Linked DNA regions of Mus musculus: region 1 is linked to region 2. Evidence: chromatin contacts called from public Micro-C data. All regions are on one chromosome and are shown on one strand. Each heading gives the region's core, a stretch centred on a gene start, on an enhancer-like site or on the middle of the called end of the contact. The rest is flanking DNA. Distances are from core to core; before and after follow the strand shown. Region 1 overlaps Atf6 (activating transcription factor 6). Region 2 has its middle 20 kb from the start of Nos1ap.

Region 1 (2,744 bases), core at 9-2,508, 240 kb before region 2:
TGTCTGGCCTGGGTTGTTTCCTTCCTTCCTTCCTTCCTTCCTTCCTTCCTTCCTTCCTTCCTTCCTTCCTTCCTTCCTTCCTTCCTTCCCTCCCTCCCTCCCTCCCTCCCTCCCTCCCTCCCTCCCTCCCTCCCTCCCTCCCTCCCTCCCTCCCTCCCTCTCTCTCTCTCTCTCTCTCTCTCTCTCTCTCTCTTTCTTTCTTTCTTTCTTTCTTTCTTTCTTTCTTTCTTTCTTTCTTTCTTTCTTTCTTTCTTTCTTTCTTTCAGCAGGATTTCACTGTGTAGCTCTGGCTGGCCTGGAACTTATTATGGAGACTAGGTTGGCCTTGAACTTGTAGAGATCCTTCTGTCTCTGCCTTCTAGGTGTAGAGATTAAAATAATAACCAGCACGCCTAGCCTGGTTATTCTTCTTCTTCTTTATATTTATATAAGGTGCACATATATTTATTTTATTATTATTGTTCTTACTAGTTCTGTTATTGTTGCTGCTGCTCTTCCTCCACTTCCTCTTATCCATGTCCTTATCCTTTTTCCTGCCTTTTACCTCTCTTCCTCCTTTCCTTCTATTCTTCCTCCTCCTGTTACTCAAAAGCTTATCACTCAGAAAGACATTCTCTAATTTTTTATTGTTTTTTGTTTTTGTTTTGTTTGTTTGTTTGTTTTTTCGAGACAGGGTTTCTCTGTAGCCCTGGCTATCTTGGAACTCACTCTATAGACCAGGCTGGCCTTGAACTCAGAAATCTGCCTACCTCTGCCTCCCAAGTGCTGGGACTAAAGGCATGCGCTACCACCGCCTGGCTAATTTTTTATTCTTGTTCTCTTGCTTACACTGCCTTTTTATTTGGAATGATCTTAAATTTGCAAATATATTGTGGAGATTTTTGTCTGAGCCATTTGAGGGTCAGTTGGCCACTGAATTCCAAATTCTATAATGTCTACCTCCTATGAACAAGAATGTTTTTTTTAACAACAATACAGCCACCAAAACCAGGAACTAAACATTGATATATAACAATAATCTCATCTGTAGCCCTGTAGGCATATTTGTTTTAGCTATTTTATTTGGTTTTTATGTACCTCTTTCTCCCTTCCAGCCCTTATTCCTTCCAACCCCCCATCACCAGGTAGTAGAGAAGGAAGGGTGGAGGAGAAAGGAGGCTAGGTCTCTTTAAACTACTTCCTGCTGACTAAAGCAAGTCTAATCTTCCGCTACCGGGAAGTCCAGCTTCTTCTGGTCTCTTTCCTCTCAACCATCAGCAGCAGGAGCAGGACCCAGCAGGGGGTACAGCCGAACAGCCAGGCTTCTTCCTTAGTGTTCCCCTGCCCCTCAGAGTTCCCTCAGCCCCCTCTGGCATTTGGCTTTTTTTTTTTTTTCTCTCGCTCAAGAGTTCCCAGAATTAAGCTATCTGCACTGGGCACAGATCCTGCCCCTGCTGGAGCACGAGGCAGTCAGTCTGCTGCTGTGGATAAGCTGAAGGAGGCCACACCAGGGATTAAAACAGAAACATGTCTCCGTAGCATAACTGAGGTTAAAAGAAACCAAAACTCGCACTACCCAGTCCCGGTTTAGATTGTGCAATTTCCCATGTAGCTCCCCTTAGATTCAGACCAGCAAAAGCATCAGGTTATGTTGCATGTGGTTGTCTTTCTGCTTTAATTTTCTTTATTCTGGAACAATTCTTCCTTCTTGACTTCGTGCTTTAATGACCTTATCATTTGGAGTGCCAGACGTTTCCTCAGGATTGGAGTCAGCTTTAGTGTCTATGGCAGGAATGCCACAGAAGTGGTTTTGTGTCTGTCTTTTGTTTGTTTGTTTTAGCCTCTCTCTCTCTGTCTCTCTGTCTCTCTCTTTCTCTCTCTTGGTTTTTGAGACAGGGTTTCTCTGTATAGCTTTAGCTGTTTGGCTGTCTTGGAACTTGCTCTGTTTACCAGGTTGGCTTGCAGCTCATATAGATCACCCACCTCTGCCTCCTAAGTCCTAGGATTAAAGTAGTAAGGATGTCACCACTACCAGATCTGTTTTTGCCTTTTGAGATAGGATCTCACCTAGTTCGAACTGGTTTAAAGTTGCTATGTAATGGAAAATGGCCTTCAACTCCTGATTCTCCTGCTTTCACCTCCCAAGAACTGAGGTTACAGGTGCAGGCCACCCACACTCCACCTTGTCATTTATTTTTGATGATAAGATTCAGTTTGATGACAGTTTGAGGTGGTCCTGTTACTGGTGATGTTCACCTCAGTCAGCTGACAGCATCTGCTAGGCTCTCAGCCAAGAAGCTGCTCTTTTCTCCCTTTGCTAGTTGCCAGTATTTTGTGAAGAAGGTACTTTTAAACCGTGGAAAAGTACTGCTCTTAAAATAATAAGCTGGGCGTGGTGGCGCACGCCTTTAATCCCAGCACTCGGGAGGCAGAGGCAGGCAGATTTCTGAGTTTGAGGCCAGCCTGGTCTACAAAGTGAGTTCCAGGACAGCCAGGGCTATACAGGGAAACCCTGTCTCGAAAAACCAAAAATAAAAAAATAAAAAAAAAAATGAACATTTACTTTTTTATTTTGTGTGTCTTATGTATGGTTGTTCATGATGGCTCACAGTGAGTGTGTGAAAGTCAGACTCTTTCTACCACATGGGTTCCGGGGGTTGAACTCAGTGCCTTTACTCGCTAATCTGTTCTCCTGCCCGAATGTGCGGGTCTTTGTCAAGCTATCCATCACCCAGATACTTGTTAACATTAGTGTTGACTTACTG
Region 2 (2,844 bases), core at 38-2,537:
GGGGTGGGGGGGGTACCACGATTGCCTCTCCCTCAGAAGTTTCTCATGAGGATCAGCCGAGGTAATGAATTAAAGAGAACTTTGTATGCTCTAAGAAGTGGTTGGACATAAGTCGATCTAAAAGACAGACAGAAGCAGTGGGTATGTATCAGAGAATCAGAATTATTATTCCTCCCATTCTGTGTTTTGGAGAACCCCGAGGTGTTGCCAGAACCCCTTCTAATGGGTGACTGCAGGTGCTGAAGAACTGGGGTTGTAAGAGGCTCAAGAGTGCTCTATATGCGGCTTAAACCCTTGCGTCTGTCTTCACCAGTCTGGTATGGTACTCTAACTGGCTGGCAGAAATCACTTTTTGTCATAAGCTGGGGGCGGTGGTGTGTGGCTGAAGGAGACCTACACATATTGCTTGTAGTTCTCTATTTTGTACAGGAGAACTCCTTCTACCTGGTTTGGTTTCCTACCACTTGTGGCAATCAACAGTAGTAACTGGAAAACCAGTAGGCCACAAATACCTCCCTAGAATACCAGTCTATCCCAGCTACATACTGTGGTTAAATAACCAGGTGAAACAGTCACTCACAGGCAAGTCTAGTCACAGGGCCTAGGAAGAGATATCCTTGGGACTATATTACCAAATTGCCACATCTGGGGTTTGTTTGTTTGATTGGTTTGGGGGGGGGGGCGTGTACGCACACGGGGTAGGAGGCACAATCTAAAAAAGGATCTTGTGGTCCAGTGGTCTTGGACTTGTTATGTAGATGAAGATAACCTTACTCATGATTATCTGTCTCTACCTCCCAGGACTAGGTTACAGTCTTGGGCTACTATGCCAGGTTTAAATTGGATTGGAACCCAGGGACATGCTTGGTAAGCACTCTGTCAACTGAGCCACATCCTGAGCCCTAAAATACATCTCTGAAAGTCTGGGTGACCCTTCTTGCATGCATGAGGTTAACACTCAGTCACTGGGCTCCATCTCCAGGTCCTGGGCGGGCCCTCTTATCTAAGTGCACCACTAATGCAGTCATGATGGGCCTTGGACAGCAAGTGTCTGTTAGGAGCTCACAACGTGATAAGAAATGTGATACATACTTATAAGTAATGCATGATGTCATTGTTTTAAAACATTTATTTTGGTAAAATATACTTAACAAAATTCATCTTAGCAGCCGTTTCCTTCTTTGGAAGATCAGATTCATGTTAATCAAGAGGGAGAAAGGAAGGGGGAAAGGAAATCTACTCTGCTAAAGTTCTCCCAGCATGGCACAAAACTCCCAAGGATCTGGCCTTCAGTTGTGTGTTGGGGCCAGGGGCAGTGAGTGCAAGACCGTGGTTCCAACAAGCAAAGAGGCAGAAGATGCGGTCCTCCCCATCTCAGGCCCCAGACTCAGCCCACTCTCCAGCCCTTGAGCTCTGCAAGTTCAGTGTGCTCCTGGCCCGGGTTCTGCCTCTTCGCCACAAACACCCTCCGTCCTGACAGGGTTAGCAGAAACATGTGTTCTCCACAGACCACAGACAGGCACTTGAAGTGATGCTTGTGTTATGCTTCGATACAGCCAGAAGCCACAGACTAACCCGCTCCAAAATGGTGCTGGCTGCTTGCTTGCCATTGTCAAGTACCCAAGTACCTAGTTTAATATCTAGCATCCCCAAGGTTTATCCAGGTGTTGAGTTCCTCCCTCCCTCCCTCCCTCCCTCCCTCCCTCCCTCTTTCTTTCTTTCTTTCTTTCTTTCTTTCTTTCTTTCTTTCTTTCTTTCTTTCTTTCTTTCTTTCTTTCTTTCTTTCTTTCTTCCTTCCTTCCTTCCTTCCTTCCTTCCTTCCTTCCTTCCTTCCTTCCTTCCTTCCTTCCTTCCTTCCTTCCTTTCTTTCTTTCTTTCTTTCTTTCTTTCTTTCTTTCTTTCTTTCTTTCTTTCTTTCTTTCTTTCTTTCTATGCTTTTTTAGGTTTTGGACACCTAAAAGGACTTCACCATGCAGCACTAGCTGGCTTGGAAACATACCTAAGTTGCTATATAGAGCAGGCTGCTCTTGAACCTGCAATGATCCTCTTATCTCCTGCTCTTGAGCGCCGGAGTGTTAGATCTGCACCCCCACTCCCAGCTAAGAGTTATCTTCATTTTCTTATCTTTTCTCTCATTATTTTGTTTTGTGTTTATGTGTAAGGTTGTTTTGCCTGCATGTACTTCAGTGTACCCCACCCATGCCTGGTCAGAGGTCACAGAGGTCAGAAGAGGAGTCAGATCCCCTGGCACTGGGATTGCAGATGCTTGTGAGCCACCATGTGGGTGCTGGGAACTGAACCTGGCTCCTCTGGAACAGAAACGGTCTCCCCAGCCCCAGGAATTATTTTCTTTTTAGGGTTAATTAATCATGTATATACAACATATTACATTTATCTTCTTATAGATATTTGCTGTTGGAGTCATGTGTGTGTGTGTGCATGTGTGTCTGTCTGTCTGTCTGCTTGTCTCTCCATTGTATATGTCTATAACTATATTTGTGTACAGTATATCTAGTGAGTATCTCTACATGAGCAAATGCAGAAACAATCCCATGGACAAGTTAGACTTTATCATTTTTTCTGTATGATCTCAAAATGAGGAACAACATTTTCCTTTCTCTTTCTCTCTAACGGCTGTAACAGGAGAGGGAAGGCCTTTGTGGAGTGCTCTTCCTTTCTGGCCAGAGATGTATAGTCATAGGACAGAGGTCTGAGTTCAGGAGAGGCGTGAAGCCTGGCTCATGTCCTCCTAAACCTCTATGCTTAAGGTCCTGGAGTTAATTTGGGAAAGGCCCAAGAGCTCACTGGACAACTGAACAGGACTCAGCTGGTAGAGCAAAAGTC

The links. A called contact is a pair of places that touch in the nucleus more often than the background predicts.
Region 1: a Micro-C map of the G1E-ER4 cell line shows a contact between it and region 2. The contact joins two enhancer-like sites. A contact is called at or near these places in 2 of 39 promoter capture datasets (maxillary cranial neural crest and second pharyngeal arch cranial neural crest), 2 of 15 datasets of contacts at CTCF or cohesin (the NIH/3T3 cell line and large pre-B cells), 30 of 484 Hi-C or Micro-C datasets (the AML12 cell line, CD4 T cells, the G1E-ER4 cell line and 22 more) and 6 of 115 datasets of contacts at active chromatin or transcription factors (the HPC-7 cell line, the NIH/3T3 cell line, a beta-TC-6 cell line and 3 more).

What each region holds. Positions count from the first base shown.
Region 1 is chr1:170,844,650-170,847,393 of GRCm38.p6, reverse strand. The region is part of intron 4 of Atf6 (activating transcription factor 6); the gene reads left to right. Among named protein-coding and RNA genes, the nearest start is that of Gm29733, 5.0 kb to the left of the region's middle. Within about 2 kb of position 1,258, at least 100 of the 459 cell types and tissues checked have an H3K27ac peak or open chromatin away from gene starts, as enhancers often do. A contact at or near this core is called in the G1E-ER4 cell line and hematopoietic stem and progenitor cells, where this site is marked.
Region 2 is chr1:170,608,649-170,611,492 of GRCm38.p6, reverse strand. No RefSeq gene overlaps it. Among named protein-coding and RNA genes, the nearest start is that of Nos1ap, 20 kb to the right of the region's middle. Within about 2 kb of position 1,287, at least 29 of the 459 cell types and tissues checked have an H3K27ac peak or open chromatin away from gene starts, as enhancers often do. A contact at or near this core is called in the G1E-ER4 cell line and hematopoietic stem and progenitor cells, where this site is marked.